5 separate regions of the Mus musculus genome follow, and regions 2, 3, 4 and 5 are each linked to region 1. Evidence: chromatin contacts called from public HiChIP or PLAC-seq data. All regions are on one chromosome and are shown on one strand. Each heading gives the region's core, a stretch centred on a gene start, on an enhancer-like site or on the middle of the called end of the contact. The rest is flanking DNA. Distances are from core to core; before and after follow the strand shown. Region 1 holds the start of Gli3 (GLI-Kruppel family member GLI3). Region 2 overlaps Gli3 (GLI-Kruppel family member GLI3). Region 3 overlaps Gli3 (GLI-Kruppel family member GLI3). Region 4 overlaps Gli3 (GLI-Kruppel family member GLI3). Region 5 has its middle 45 kb from the start of Gm20043.

Region 1 (2,747 bases), core at 220-2,719:
CGGCCGGCCCTCCATACCTCGGACTAAAGAGTTCTTTTACTTGAGGACGACAGTCCATCATTTCAAACTGAAGTGGCAGCTGGAAAATGTGGAACAGCTGGCACAGAGCTGGGAGAAAATGTTTTACATAAATATATGTACATATAAACTGGCAGAGGGCCATGAGCACTGTACCCAAGGCCAGAATCTACAACCAAGTTGGGGGAGGAGAAAGGGTAAACGCGGTGCAGGAAACTTCCCTAAGTGGTCTTTACACACACACAGCCAAGAAAGCCTGGGGGGAGGGGGGGTATGGCTTGGTACTCAAAAAGGTGCACTCCGGGACACAGGCACAAAGTTCACAGAAGGATACTAAGTTCATCAAAGGATAATAAGCAAAGGCCGGGCCGAGTGTGAGGGCATGTGGCCATCTGCTGAAAAGTCGCTTCACCAACTATTCAAATGTATGATCAATATTAACTCTGCCACATCCTCGGGGTCCCACTGCAACTCCAGAAAGTTAAGTGTCCCCAGCAGAGTAGAGTGATCCGTACCCAACTCTGCTCTGTGCAAATTCGGCCTCTTGGTTACCGCAAGGGCCACGGCTACTTTTCTTTCTTTCTCTTTTCTTTCTTTCTGCTCTACCTCTGGAAAGGAAGAGACAGAGTTCCAAATCACGCACAGATGGCACAACTTTCACTTTTCCTCTCCCACCGCGGAGGCGCGCCCTCCATCCGCTCACCCCGCACCCCCACCCTCAGAAGTGAAGGCGGGACCCTGGAGAGCGGGGCAGCGGCGGCTCGGCGCATCCCCAGGCGCTGCGCGCAAGCCAAGCTGCGGCTTGCGGGGGCGCGAGGACCAGCCGCAGCTCCGGACTCCCGGAGCTCTGCGCAGCACTTGGCGAGAAGTAGGCACGGACGCCGCCGCTGCAAACTTGGTCCGCGCGCCCTGGGGCAGGAGCTCTGCAGTCCGGAGAGCCGAGACCCGATCCCCGAGAGCGCGGGAAGGCGCGAGCGCACACAAGCCGCTCCGACGCCGCCGGGAAGCTCGACAGGGAGGGCTGCGGGGCCCGCAAAACAAAGAACTTCAGGCGGGACGTACCTGCGGCTTTGGCTGTCAGGTCCCAAATCCACAGACCTGCGCCGGCGGAGCGGCAGGCGGACTCGGGCTACCGTGGATGGCCTGACTGATCCCAGCGTGCGGCCCCGGCGGGCATGGTGTGGCGTGGGCCGGCGACGGGGCGAGCGGGCGAGGAGGGGAGCGGCGGGCGGGCGGACGAGTGTGCGGGCGCCGGCGGTGCGGCCCGGTCCGCTCCCTCCCGCCGCTGCAGCCCGCGCATCAGTTTCAGGGATCCTGTAATCTGATCCCTCTGAGTCACCGGCCCTGAGTGACAGTTCTGATTTGGTTCAACCGCGGGTGGGAGGAGAAAGAGAAAGAAAGGAGCCCCCCGACCGTCAAGTCGACTTTTCAACGACTAAGGGCCCGTCCAGGCCGAGCGCCCCGGTTGCAAAAGTTGAGCTCCGCCGCGCGCGCCCTTCGCGCTCCCCTCCGCGCGCTCCTGCGCTCCTCCTCCTCCCCGCCCTCCTTCCCCAAGTTTTCACAGATGTGGTCAGACTCTGCTCTCCTTCCCGGCTCCTTCTTCCCTCGCGCGCCCCCACCCCCGCCCCGTCCCTCTAATTTCCGCCACTCGGAGGAGCGCTGGGGGGGACGCGCCGAGCCGCGGGACGACGCCGCCGCCGCCGCCGCCGCCGCCGCCGCAGGGGGCGAAGTTGGTTTAAAAACTTGGGAAGACTGCTCGCCTTACTTTGCTTTCCCGCTCCTTTCCAGGCCGCGCCCGGCGGGGTCCCGCTCCGCGCGCGCGGATCCCAGGGCGCTGCGCTGAGGGGCGGCACTGAGGCCGCGCGTCGGGCCGGGCAGGGCTGGCGCGGGCAGCCGGGAGCCACGCGCTCCACCGCCTCCGCCCCTCCCGGGTCCTCACACAGACACATCCAGGCCTGCTCCTCCTCTTCCCCCTCCTTGACCCCGCGCCCGCGCGGCGCGCCAGGCCCCACCCACCCGGCAGGAGGAAGGGGCCCGCGGGTGATGTCACCCGAGCCCTCCAGGCCTGCGCTCCCGCGCAGCCGAGCAGCCGGGGCTCGCGCGCTGCCGGGCGCTTCGCCCATGCCGCCTCTCTTCGCCCCCCCCCCCCCCAACTCCGCTCTCGGGCTGGACTCCCCTTCCTTCTCTAGAGACCTCTCAGATCGCCACTGCCCCACCCCCGCACACCTCCTGGTACTTTTCCCTAGGCCAAGCCTGAAACTTCCTCTCGCGGGATGATGCTTTTGAAAGTTGAAGACTTTCCTCCCCGTTGCGTTAAACTCCGTTTGGGACGTCTCGCCGTACAGCCTACTGTCCCCGTGGGCCACTTTGCAAAGAACACAAAGACCCGAGCTGGGAACCGGGACTTGAGCTGAGAACCCTGACTTGCACGGGGTTCTTTTCCTTAAGATGCAGAGTGCCTGTCCTTGGTTTCTTTTAAAAGACCCATGTTACTTCAACGGGCCAGTGCACTCATCTCTCTCTCCCCATCCAGGTACTCACCCCAACCTGTTACTTGAAAGGGAGGATTTCAAGGGGGTGGAAGAAAGAAGAAAACCCAAGAGACATTCCAGAATACCGGAGTAAGCAGTTGGCCCACCAGGAGTGCCTTGGTGCTCAGGGTGCTCTGTGGCAGCCGTCTTGAAGGCAGAGTGGGTGGATGAATAGCTATAATAATTTGAAGAACATTT
Region 2 (2,700 bases), core at 65-2,564, 160 kb before region 1:
ATTCTTGAGTAAAATCAAGATTGTCATGTACATATAAGTAACAATAGCTGACTAAGATAACTGACGTAACTAAGCAAACAAAAAACACAGGCTAAAACATACAAACAAACAAACAAACAAACAACAAACCAAGCAGGTGAGCATACTGAGGAGGCTTAGATAGTGAAGGTGCCTACTGCCAAGCCTGACAACCTGAGTCTCATGAGTCCCTATTCCATGTTGTCTTTTGATGTACACATGTATAAAATGGTCTACATGTATACACCCAGAACAGACAGACAGACAGACAAGTGTAATTTTAAAGCAGAATTGTCTGGAATTTTGCTTTTTTAAAAATTTTGCCAATAAAAATTTTAATCAAGCAATCCATCATACTTCACTGCACAGATGCAGAAAACACTCTTCCACTCTGAATATTCATTTATCATCACTTGGTATACATTTTTCCCTCCCTAATTCCTTACTAAAATTTTAAAATTATTTTATCCTTTGAAACTCTTAGATCTATATAATGTACCTTAATCATATGTATATATTAATCACATATATAACATACATATATTAATACATATAATGTATATCTATCCCCATTCTTCACTCCCAGAAATTTGTTCTCAAGGTAGCTGAATTTTGAAAACTGTATAACTATCCCATTAACACCTGCAGTGAAGTTCAACACATTATAAGATCAATTATCTGTTATTAGTAATGGAAGTTTAAAACATAATTTTGAATTCAGGAGTTACTCTTCTCTGTTCCAGCTATAAGCTATGCTTTAGGAAAAAATGATACGCAGAAGAGAAGGAAACAGCATCTGCATACTTTCTATGTTTATTATTTCCACAGAGAAGGTAACGCACTTTTGCCCACTATGGCAAGATTTACAAGTATAAATGTCTAAAATTCAAAAATAAAAATTATGAGATAGCTCAGAAATGTGGCTTTCACTTACATGGAGTAGACATGGCCCCTCCCCACAGGACAGCTGACATTTACTAACTAGACCCGAGGAGGGCAAACCTGCACTATCAGCCTTCAGTTGCCTTCTCCACATTCAAAGGAAAGCAAAGGGCTTAGTAGCTCTTCCTTCACTGATCTTAAAGCTAATAACGACTACAGAATAGCCAAGTTACAAACTTGAATGAACCTCAGCTCTTCTCGCTAATGACATTTAAAACATGTCTTTAGGTCCCCACGTTAGTCATTCAGCAAGTATTCTTGGCAAAGACTTCAGGCAGATGGAAGCTATAGACTGAACACACAGGCCAGAGTCAAATTGCCTGGAAGAACTGGGAGACTTGTGGCTCTGAGGAATGTAATTCATGCAGAAAAGCGCTGTGAGAGCAGGGCCAGGCAACCTTGTAGGAAGAAAGCAAAATAAACAGTTCAACAAAGAAAACAAAGACTGGCCAACTGCCTTTTCTAAAACTTGAGTACACTGAGACTTCAGTGGGTGCCCACGAAAAGACTGCATCAAAGAAGACCATTGCTAAGCAAATAGACCAAAGAAGGAGGCTTTCCTCCCTCTCCACACTGGGGGAGGGAATGCACTCTGCTTTTCCTTCCCATTCAAGTTCCATGTCTTCCAAGGTAAATCTCTCCTCCCTACAAACAGAAGCAGCAAACAGTGACCGGCACAACCCAAGTCTATCCCCAGGCTAAAAGTTGGAAAGGTGGAGAATTCAGGCCCAGTTCATTGTGATGCAATGTACATTTGCTTCACATCACGAAAATAAGCCACAAAAGGGAGCACTGGAAGGACCAGGCAGGTTAAAGCCCTACAGCCCGATGCCTGCCTTTCATGACTGAGGAGCTACTCCTGAAATGCTCAAGGACTCTTACAAAGAGTGTACAAAACTCACAGCTGTGCCACATTTGCATGGGTGAATGTCATACACCAAGGCACAGAGAAGCTTCGTGCAGCAGGCTGTCCCTGCTTTAGTACCAAATTCCATCTCTTCCCAGGGAATCTTGAATTGGGGAACCTTCCCTGTATGCAACGGTTGCATGAGGTGCTGCACAGCTAAAGCCCAGAATCAGAGAAGCCCAGAGTTTGGCCATTTAAACAAGCTGGCTTTACTCGTTCTGACTACCTTCATTAAAATAGATGATTATGCAGGCTTTCACTGACAAGTCTTAAGTAATAATTATTATAAAAAAGTGAGCAGGAATGGGCATACTGTCTCTCTCTCTCTCTCTCTCTCTCTCTCTCTCTCTGTGTGTGTGTGTGTGTGTGTGTGTGTGTGTGTGTGTGTAAGGTAAACTGGAGTAACAAGTCTCCATGATTTCTCTTGTAAGTGGGGAGGAATCATGTCCCTCCACCCTGGCCCATATGATAGGACATACATGCATATCACATGCATTTGGCAGGATTTAGATAATATCAGAATGCATTTCAATAAATATATAACTCTTCTTTAGCGTCTAACTTATTCCCAGGAAGTAAAACATGCATGGACCCACATGACATTACGCCTGTAAGCTAAGCCCTGGCTACCTTAAGTGGCTCAAACCAGCTTCCCAGGCACCACAGAAAGAATTTGCAGATGTTAGCAGGGAAGGGCCTTCACAGAGGGCCCTGTGAAAATGCATGTTATCACACTTGCTGGGAGTCTGTATGTACATCACTCCTGCTGTGTCTGGAAAACACTGCTTCCTTGGAATTATCCACACCTCTGGCTCTTACTATCTTTTGTCTCT
Region 3 (2,786 bases), core at 70-2,569, 220 kb before region 1:
GATACCAATAAAATTCAGAAATTCATGGAGACAGTCCTTATAAAAATTACATTTAAGTAAACTAGAAAGTCTAAGAGCAACAGATCAATCATAGGATGTACCTGACCTACCAAAGTTAAACCAGGATGAGACAAATAATGCAAACTCAATAGGACTGAGCGAATGAATACTAGTATTTTTTTCCATGTTAAAAAAAAAAAACCCCAAAACTCTAGGATTTAATGCAGAGCTATACCAGATCTTTAGAGAAAATGCTCCTTTTTTTTTTTTTTTTTATGAAGCCAGTATTATGCTGGTACCAAAGCCAGATAAAGAGACTTTTTTTTTTTAAAGGAAGAAAATTACAGACCAATTTCCCTGGTGAATATACATGTAAAATTTCTCATAAAATACTTGCAACCTGAGTTAACAAAACACATGAAAAAGATCCTTCACCAACCATGACAAAGTTGGCTTTATCCAAGTAACGTGGGGATATTCAACATATGCAAATGAATAAATGTCAATTTTATATGGAGTCAAGAATATTGATCGTGAGAGCTCTTGCAAAACCTTGAAAATCCAGCCAAATTGTCAACATGGAGGCGGTGAGAAGGGGAAAAATATCCCACCATTGGCAGAGCAGCTGACTCTTGAAAGCTGTTAGAGAGGGTGAGTCAGTTTTATTTAATATGACCTTTGGTACATCTATCATATAGGAGGGAGGGCCCCAGTCCCAAGAATAGTTGGGCAACACAATATGGACTTGAGGGAAAAGAAAAGAAAGAAAAGATACCTTAAAGCTGGGTAGAAAAGAATGTGAGGGTAGTTATGGTAGAAATCAGGAAGGGTGTAAATGTTCAAAATACACTGAATAAAATTCTCAACGAGTTAATAAAAGTTGTTTAAAACTCTAAACCCAAACCATTCCTACACTGAAGTAGAAAGTAGCAGGAAACAGGTTGCAGGAGGAAGAAGGCTACGGATAAACACATACCATCAGAAACAGCTGGGATCAAGGAAACCAAACCAAGGTACCATTAGCAAGACTTGAACTTCATAGCCTCAATTTGGATTGACAATGTTACCCCAAAGCCATGTGTGAAACCTTCTATTGCCTCTGAAATGTCCAGGGGTGGAGTTTCTGGCAAATGGATGGGGTCATGAAGACTGTTACTGAATCTCGGGATTGATCTAATAGTGATTCAAAATTCTCATGGGAATGTTGGGCAGTGATAGGAACTTGAGTGTGGGGACCTTGGAAACAGTAGGTCATGTCCAGCATGCCCTAAGGCAGTGATTCTAGAGTCCCTACCCTGTACTTCCTGCTGCCCGGAGGAAAACAGTGTCCTTCTGTGGTGATCTATCAGCCTTGAATTAGGCCCACAGCCATGCAGCCAGCTGACTCGGCAGTGAAACCTTTTATCAAGGAGCCAAAGAAATCCTTCTTCCTCAGGCATTCTGTCAAAGTGATAAAGACTGGCACAGAAATCATGAAAGGAGGAGGAAAACAAAAGAAAAAAAAAAAAACACCCAACAATTTCCAGGAGAGGGGGAATAGAACCATAATAATAATAATAAAAAGAAAATGGTTCCTTTCAAACAAGTTCAGATAATATTACCACATAATAATAAAAATAGGATTCTGTGGGTAACAGGGCAGGGCTCACCACACTCACTCAGAGGAGCCCCAGCCCAGAGAGCGCTGCATGCACTCCTGCAGCAAGTGCTTGCCTCAACCTAGCTAGCGTTCCTCCCCAGCTGGCCTCCAGCAGCAACTGTGCAGAACTGTGCCCAGAAGAAAACACTTGGAAAAAGTTCGCTTCATAAAGAAATAAACATTTCTCAACAATATTGACTCAGGTTATTCTTAATGTAGTTTTTCCTATTGGCTACAAAATAGAAATACTTCAGAGAAGCGATTACATAACAAAAGTAATAAATAGACAGAACTTAAAATCGCCCCCATCCAAAAACACAAAACAAGAAGCAAATGAATTTCTAGGGTAAAACTAAATTTTGTTAAGAATAAAAAGAGTATTTCTCTGTTTGTGCATTTTATTTTATTTTATTTTATTTTATTTTATTTTATTTTATATTTTTAGTAGCCAACATGCACAAATGAGAAAAACTGGTAACACACACACACACACACACACACACACAATTCATTCATAAGAAAATGACTCAAACCTGGTCAGGCCAGGCCAGCCTTCCTGACAGCAAACAACTCTAAATCTTGGGAATTTCTTTTCAGTAGAAAACAAAATGAGAGAGACTGTTACAATAACAAACAGGTTGGCACTTTAATGAGAATAAATGGGAGGTGCTAAACACTACAATTTAGAGTAAAAGGACTCCAGTGGAGGAACAAATTATACTTATTTCCTCTTGATAGAAATATGACTGTTTGAACAAGGTAATATTTAACAAGGCAAAGAAAACCCAAATACATTAACGGCCACTGAAAAAAGGATGACTACAAGGAGCGCAAGGACATGAGATTCGCCATATGTGGCTCAATTTATGACAGAAGGCACAGATGAAAGAGTCAGCATGGACAGCGGGAACATGAACAGTTATAAGAAGGTCAGTGGATAGATACCACAATGTTTTATGCTGGTACTCTACTCTGCCTCTTCTACAGAAGATTCAGAGAAGTGAATACATACATCACACATACACACAATCACAACATAAAACTTCAATAAAATATTTAAATCCCTAGGGAAAAGATGAAGCCATAAAACAGACACAAACTTTGCAACATTAACTACAGCATTGCCACGTCTTGGGCTGTAACAAGG
Region 4 (2,700 bases), core at 151-2,650, 200 kb before region 1:
AAGAGTCATTAAGCCAGACTTAGCCTAAAATTAGTCCTCGAATAAAACAAAAGAGGAAGGAAAAAAAAACATCAAATTTCATGTGTGGAAAAACCTGAAAATACACGCTAATTAAAAACATTTGACTTACTTTTTGGCTGTACTTGAGAAATCTATATTTCTACTTACACATATACAAAGAGGCATGATTTAAAGAGAAGAAGTGAGGTCCTGCTGGTAAGAGGTGAAATCTAACATTCTGTATATCACGTTTCTCATAATCTCGTGTGCTAGACTTGACACAATCGCTACAGCAGCAGTTCTCAACCTGTAGGGCACAAGCCCTTTGTGGGGTTGCATGTCAGATATTTACATTACAATTCACAACAATAGAAAAATTACAGTTACGAGATAGCGACAAAATGATTTTGTGGTTGGGGAGAGTATGGCAACATGAAGAAAGGGCTCACAGCATTAGGAAGATTGAGAACCACTGCGCTATAGAGATGCTCAATCATAAGAAACTGTCCTATTTGGTACAATCATCCTTAGTGCCTTAACAGGACACTGCGCTTCTGTAGAGACATCATCTCAGCCTATATCTTCTTATTCCAGACACTCTAAATGCTGTCCCATGGCAGTTGATCTTGGTCTTATATGGCTAGAATGCTCCACTGGCATCTGAGTTTGTGCCAAGCATGACAAAGACACAGCAAAGGAGCTATGGGTATTCATCAGAAATAACACTCAAGATATCTGCCCTTGGTTTGGTAAGAGAAGGAATGGTGTCATAACGTGACTACTGTAAGGTTTCCATCATTAAACAAAATTGTTTCCATGCAAGCTTTAATCCACAATGTTGCCTTCAGGTCAAAAATAAAGCGCTACATTGCTACATACAATAATAGGAGGCTCCTTCAACTTTGAGGTCTGTAAAAGGACCCATGTGTTTTTGTAATATTTTTATATTGTTACTGAGTCCTGGAAGGGGACTGAAACTTAGTTAAAAGGTTAATAATAATTCATGTCCAGCTTACTATTACTCAATAACCATCAAAGCCTCTAACTCAAAATAGTGTTTTCTGGCTTACAGGATCAGAGTCATTACACTCTCTATTGAAGACTTTATTGAATTTTACACTAAGCTTTAGCTGACTGAACAGGTCAAGCACCATGGCTCAGGGTTTCCTTTATTCTCAGAAAATCATAAAGCCCCCTCCAGTTCTCAGTGCTGCCAGCTAAGAAACTTGACTCCGCGCAGGGTCAGAGCCGCTGCCCTCCTGCAAAGGTCGCTGATTTGGGAAGCTGCGTCCGTCCCCACACAGCAGCCACTTACATGCACAAGCTGATCTTGGGTGTCGAACTCTCTGGTGCAGCCTTCCCAGTGGCAGTTTGTCTCGTAGATGACTTCAGGCTCCTGCTTGCTTTCATCTTTGTCCGCTTCCTCCTTGACTAGGGTTGTTCCTTCCGGCTGTTCCTGGAAGGGTGAAGGCAAGAAACAGAGGGAAAATCAGGCAGAGTGGAAAAGAAAGAAAAAAGCTGAAACCTGGCCCTGCTCCAGAGACTAGGAACAAAACTGACATCTTAAAACAAACAAACAACAAAATAAACAAATAAAAAAATCCAAGGCAAAAATTAAATAACAACAAAACCCATAAGAGTAGCATATTTTACATCCTATTCCAAACTGTCCCTATCTTGTTCGGTTGTTTTGATTGTCTTCGATCGCTTTATTTATTGTTATATCTTATAATGCAGGCGAATGGCACTGACATACTTTTAGTTCTCTCCCCTGATGTGAGAGGTACTTTGTAGACTTTTCTGTTAGGGATCACACACCTTCTTGGTTTAATATCAGGTCTTCAGGGAAATGCTTGTCTGACTCATGGTTGAGGCCGTGGAAAGAACACCCGATGCTCTGGACAGACTTTCCTAGTCGTCAGCAACAGCTTCTTAGTAAATGCAATGCAAACACTCTCCAGGATTCTAGGCACTAGCTACACAGACAGATCTGAGCCCTGCTGTAGGCTAACATGATAAACTGTTCATGAATACACCATGGTGTAAGCAGCAACATTGTTTGTTCTCCAGCACGCTATGACGAGGATTATTTCAGAACTCCCTCCTTATCATAACCTCATTCAGTCTTCAAAATTCTCATGGAGGGACCCATTGCCTTCCTTCAGTAAGGACTGGGTTGAACCATACAGATGATAACAAAGTTCTGACTGCATGGACCTGAAGACTCTCACTAAGCTCTGACTTGAGGGAAACAGCACTGATCAAACCTGCCATGCCAGGCTCAAGCGCATAAGAAACGGCAATCTGGGCATACCCTACATGTTCTTTAGAAGAGGCGGATTTAAGTGATCAGCAATTCCGTCCTGAATCTATTTGGCGGGACTTGAGTCTCTTCTGATTCTCTGAGCTTTTTGAACAAGTACAAAGTAGCAAAATAAGAAAAGTGGAGAACATAATCAATGAAGGGGACATCATAAACTGCTGAGCTGAAGCATGAGGCCAGAAGCTCAGGAACTTAGGGTCGAGGTCAGTGATAAGAAGCCTCATCACATCTATGAACAGAAACAGACGAGTCTAACCAAACACTCTCTGGACTACGATGGCTCAAACTTCTAAGCCATCTCACCTATGAAGAACACATATCCCCACATAACATCCTTCACTGCAAGTATTTGGTTTTGAACTAGAGAAATGAATTCA
Region 5 (2,700 bases), core at 96-2,595, 130 kb after region 1:
GTCACAGGGAGATCAGAGATCTGGATTTGACAGCTAGTTGTGCCCAGTTTCTGCTCAAATGCAGCTAACTATTAAACTAGGAAAAGAATAGTGAGTAGCATTTTAGATCTAAACTTTAAACCCTCACCCCTACAAATCAACTGGAAGAGCAAGAATTAAACATTTCCTCAGAAAGAGAATTCTTTTATTCCCCATCGAAATCTTGTTGAATCTCTTTCACTTAATCACAATAGCAAACTATCCCAAATCAACATGTGAGCTTCTCTAGAGTCTCATCAGAAAGAGAGGGGGAGGGAAGATGTAAATTTAGTTTGATTTCAGTAGATGAGTCAATGTCCCCCAGGTGACCTGAGGAGGGCCAAGTAAGTCTTGTGGTCTCTGGAGCAGTGACAATCCAGACCAGGGCTGTGGCAACTTAGGATCTCCTTAGTCTGACTTTGGACTTGGCACATCAACATTACTGAGGACACATAGAAATGCATGCTTAGGACCCACCACTGAATCAGAATCTGCATTTTAACAAAGCTGCAGGTTAGTTTTTAAAAAGAAAAATGCATTTAATGTTATGAGTATGCCTGAGTGTATGTATGTGTACTTCATTCAGGCAGTGCCTGAAGTCGTACTGGATTCCCTGGTAGTGGAGTTATAGATGGTTGTGAGCTACCATGTGGGTTCCAGGAAAAAAACCCAGGTCTTCTGAAAGGACAAGTAGCACTCTTAACTGCTGAGCCATCTCTCCAGCACTACACAGGTGGTTTTTATACATTAAAGTCTGGTGAGTCTGAAATTTATCTTCTAAGGGTAGCCTGATACACAAATCCCATTTGGCCTAAGGTCCTTGATTACAGAATGTATCTTGCAATCTTTCTGATCCAAATCAGATCTCTTTCTGAGCACCCACCATGACTGGCATTTACAAAGCATCCCATTTCTTTGTATTTCTCAAAGCTTTTCTGCCCAGAAATCTGCTAAAATGCTGCTGTTTTGCTCAAGGAAGCCAGGTGGCTGTGTCTGAGATAAAGATTTGCTGTAAGTTGATTACCATCTATGGCTCTGAAAAACTGAGTGGAAACATCTGTCCTAAGGTCATGACGAATTCAGTTGCCTCTCAGATCCCTGAAATCGACACAATATGGTCAGAGTCTCTTTGTTTAGGATTGCCTTTACTCAGTGTCTTCACCAAGCCAGCAGTAAATATTAGTTATGTTCCTAGTGCTGGCTTCTCAATTGGGATCAATCTCTGAGGACACGTAATGACATAGAAGACTTTATGTTTCTGAAATGGAACAATAGAGGCTATATATTGTGTCTGGATTTGAATTCTCTTTTCTGTCCCAGCCCAGGAAAATACATTTGCTGATTTCTTAGAAATTGCTTTAATTTCTAGTGTCCATTGCTTGGAATTGAGTAGCTTGCATTAGGACTCTGGACATAACAATTACCTTAGTTACTATATGCCTTTCCAATTCTATAGAATCCTATCTTTGACTGCAATATTCAGGTACCCATGATTATCTCCAGATTTACAAACAGTCTTGACGGGCAGGCACAGTTTCCAGATGAGTCTGTTAATGACATGCTGCCAACTCTCTAATTTGGGTATTTTCTAACTTCTTGACAATGTCTGTTTTAAATCCTAGTCAAAATGACAGTCCAAGAAACCAAACTAACATGTTATAAGGAAAAAAAATATTGCTTAGCAGTTCTTTGTCTAGAAACAACAAAACAAGTGCTCTTCCTAAATAGTTAAACCACCTTAGACTGAAAACAAAATAATATCGACAGAGCAAAAATCATATTTCTGGCATTGATTCCTGGACAGTGATAGAAGAATAATGTGGATGAGATACATTGTCTGTGAAGGCTTCCAATTCATTATCCTACTCAACTACAACTTTAGGCATTTTGTTCACTCAGTAAATACAAAGCACTGAGGTCTTATAACATGCGGTGCCTAAGGGAATGGCACAAAGATGACAGTTCTCCAAATAAGAACACCACTATCAGGAGTGAACTGCAACAATTTGAGCTGTTTTTGGGATGGGCCTTACAGGCACCCTTGGTGTTTAGCCTAGTATGCTGAGTTAAAGATGGCACTACAGCAATCTTGCTACATGCTTGGTCACCCTAATATTGCACTTTAATTCTATAAAAATTATATTATGTATTTGCCACATGCTTGTTACAGAGGCAAGAAGAGAAGGTCAGATCCTATGAAACTGGATTTGCAGGGAATTGTGAGCCACCTGATATGGGTGCTAAGAACTGAACCTGGGTCTTCTGTGAGAGCAGTGTGTGCTCTTAGCAGAAGCCATCTCTCCAGCCTCTAATGGATATTTTTTTATGAAAATAGCCTGTGTATGTATGTATGTGTGTGTGTGTGAGAAAGAGAGAGAGAGACAGAGACAGAGAGAGACAGAGAGAAGCACACACAGGATATTCAGTTTTCTTTTCTCCTTGTTTATTACATTAAAAAAATTATTTGTTTTTGTTGCTATCTCCATCTGAATATATGAGCAGCACATGAGTGCAGTGCCCATAAAAGCCAGAAGGAGGCAGCAGATACCATGGATAGAATTACATGTAGTTACGAGCCTCCTGACTTGGATGCAGGGAACCAAACTCCGGTCCTCTGGAAGAGCAGGAAGTACTGTAACTACTGAGGCCAGAAGTTCTTAACGTTTCTAATGCTGCAACCTT

The links. HiChIP or PLAC-seq counts read pairs in DNA pulled down with a chosen protein or histone mark.
Region 2: a contact with region 1 is called in an H3K4me3 HiChIP or PLAC-seq map of craniofacial prominence, with 5 times the contacts expected there. The contact joins the enhancer-like site here to the promoter of Gli3 in region 1. A contact is called at or near these places in 4 of 39 promoter capture datasets (the SN4741 cell line, maxillary cranial neural crest, neural stem cells and 1 more), 6 of 484 Hi-C or Micro-C datasets (the 3T3-L1 cell line, brain, nephron progenitors and 3 more), 15 of 115 datasets of contacts at active chromatin or transcription factors (astrocytes, craniofacial prominence, differentiating embryonic stem cells and 9 more) and 2 of 9 other capture datasets (adipose tissue and liver).
Region 3: a contact with region 1 is called in an H3K4me3 HiChIP or PLAC-seq map of neural progenitor cells, with 20 read pairs. The contact joins the enhancer-like site here to the promoter of Gli3 in region 1. A contact is called at or near these places in 1 of 39 promoter capture datasets (the 3T3-L1 cell line), 1 of 484 Hi-C or Micro-C datasets (nephron progenitors), 12 of 115 datasets of contacts at active chromatin or transcription factors (cardiomyocytes, craniofacial prominence, embryonic forebrain and 8 more) and 2 of 9 other capture datasets (adipose tissue and pancreatic islet).
Region 4: a contact with region 1 is called in an H3K4me3 HiChIP or PLAC-seq map of embryonic limb bud, with 4 times the contacts expected there. The contact joins the enhancer-like site here to the promoter of Gli3 in region 1. A contact is called at or near these places in 3 of 39 promoter capture datasets (the 3T3-L1 cell line, cancer-associated fibroblasts and cranial neural crest), 5 of 484 Hi-C or Micro-C datasets (embryonic fibroblasts, nephron progenitors and tail fibroblasts), 9 of 115 datasets of contacts at active chromatin or transcription factors (cardiomyocytes, craniofacial prominence, embryonic forebrain and 6 more) and 5 of 9 other capture datasets (adipose tissue, embryonic tail, embryonic trunk and 2 more).
Region 5: an H3K4me3 HiChIP or PLAC-seq map of embryonic limb bud shows a contact between it and region 1, with 2.8 times the contacts expected there. The contact joins the enhancer-like site here to the promoter of Gli3 in region 1. A contact is called at or near these places in 4 of 484 Hi-C or Micro-C datasets (cranial neural crest, embryonic fibroblasts and nephron progenitors), 4 of 115 datasets of contacts at active chromatin or transcription factors (craniofacial prominence, embryonic limb bud and embryonic stem cells) and 1 of 9 other capture datasets (liver).

The regions. Positions count from the first base shown.
Region 1 is chr13:15,462,445-15,465,191 of GRCm38.p6, reverse strand. It overlaps Gli3 (GLI-Kruppel family member GLI3), which reads right to left and starts at 1,469. Exons shown (of 15, transcript NM_008130.3): 1 at 1,081-1,469. It overlaps Gm6556 (a long non-coding RNA gene), which reads left to right and starts at 574. Exons shown (of 1, transcript XR_001780862.2): 1 at 574-2,747.
Region 2 is chr13:15,623,540-15,626,239 of GRCm38.p6, reverse strand. All of the region lies in intron 4 of Gli3 (GLI-Kruppel family member GLI3), which reads right to left. Among named protein-coding and RNA genes, the nearest start is that of Gm6556, 160 kb to the right of the region's middle. Within about 2 kb of position 1,314, at least 68 of the 459 cell types and tissues checked have an H3K27ac peak or open chromatin away from gene starts, as enhancers often do. A contact at or near this core is called in the SN4741 cell line, astrocytes, craniofacial prominence and 5 more, where this site is marked.
Region 3 is chr13:15,687,209-15,689,994 of GRCm38.p6, reverse strand. The region is part of intron 10 of Gli3 (GLI-Kruppel family member GLI3); the gene reads right to left. Among named protein-coding and RNA genes, the nearest start is that of 4933412O06Rik, 110 kb to the left of the region's middle. Within about 2 kb of position 1,319, at least 6 of the 459 cell types and tissues checked have an H3K27ac peak or open chromatin away from gene starts, as enhancers often do. A contact at or near this core is called in neural progenitor cells and stem cell-derived neural progenitor cells, where this site is marked.
Region 4 is chr13:15,661,146-15,663,845 of GRCm38.p6, reverse strand. It overlaps Gli3 (GLI-Kruppel family member GLI3), which reads right to left. Exons shown (of 15, transcript NM_008130.3): 10 at 1,316-1,456. Among named protein-coding and RNA genes, the nearest start is that of 4933412O06Rik, 140 kb to the left of the region's middle. Within about 2 kb of position 1,400, at least 6 of the 459 cell types and tissues checked have an H3K27ac peak or open chromatin away from gene starts, as enhancers often do.
Region 5 is chr13:15,329,621-15,332,320 of GRCm38.p6, reverse strand. No RefSeq gene overlaps it. Among named protein-coding and RNA genes, the nearest start is that of Gm20043, 45 kb to the left of the region's middle. Within about 2 kb of position 1,345, at least 3 of the 459 cell types and tissues checked have an H3K27ac peak or open chromatin away from gene starts, as enhancers often do.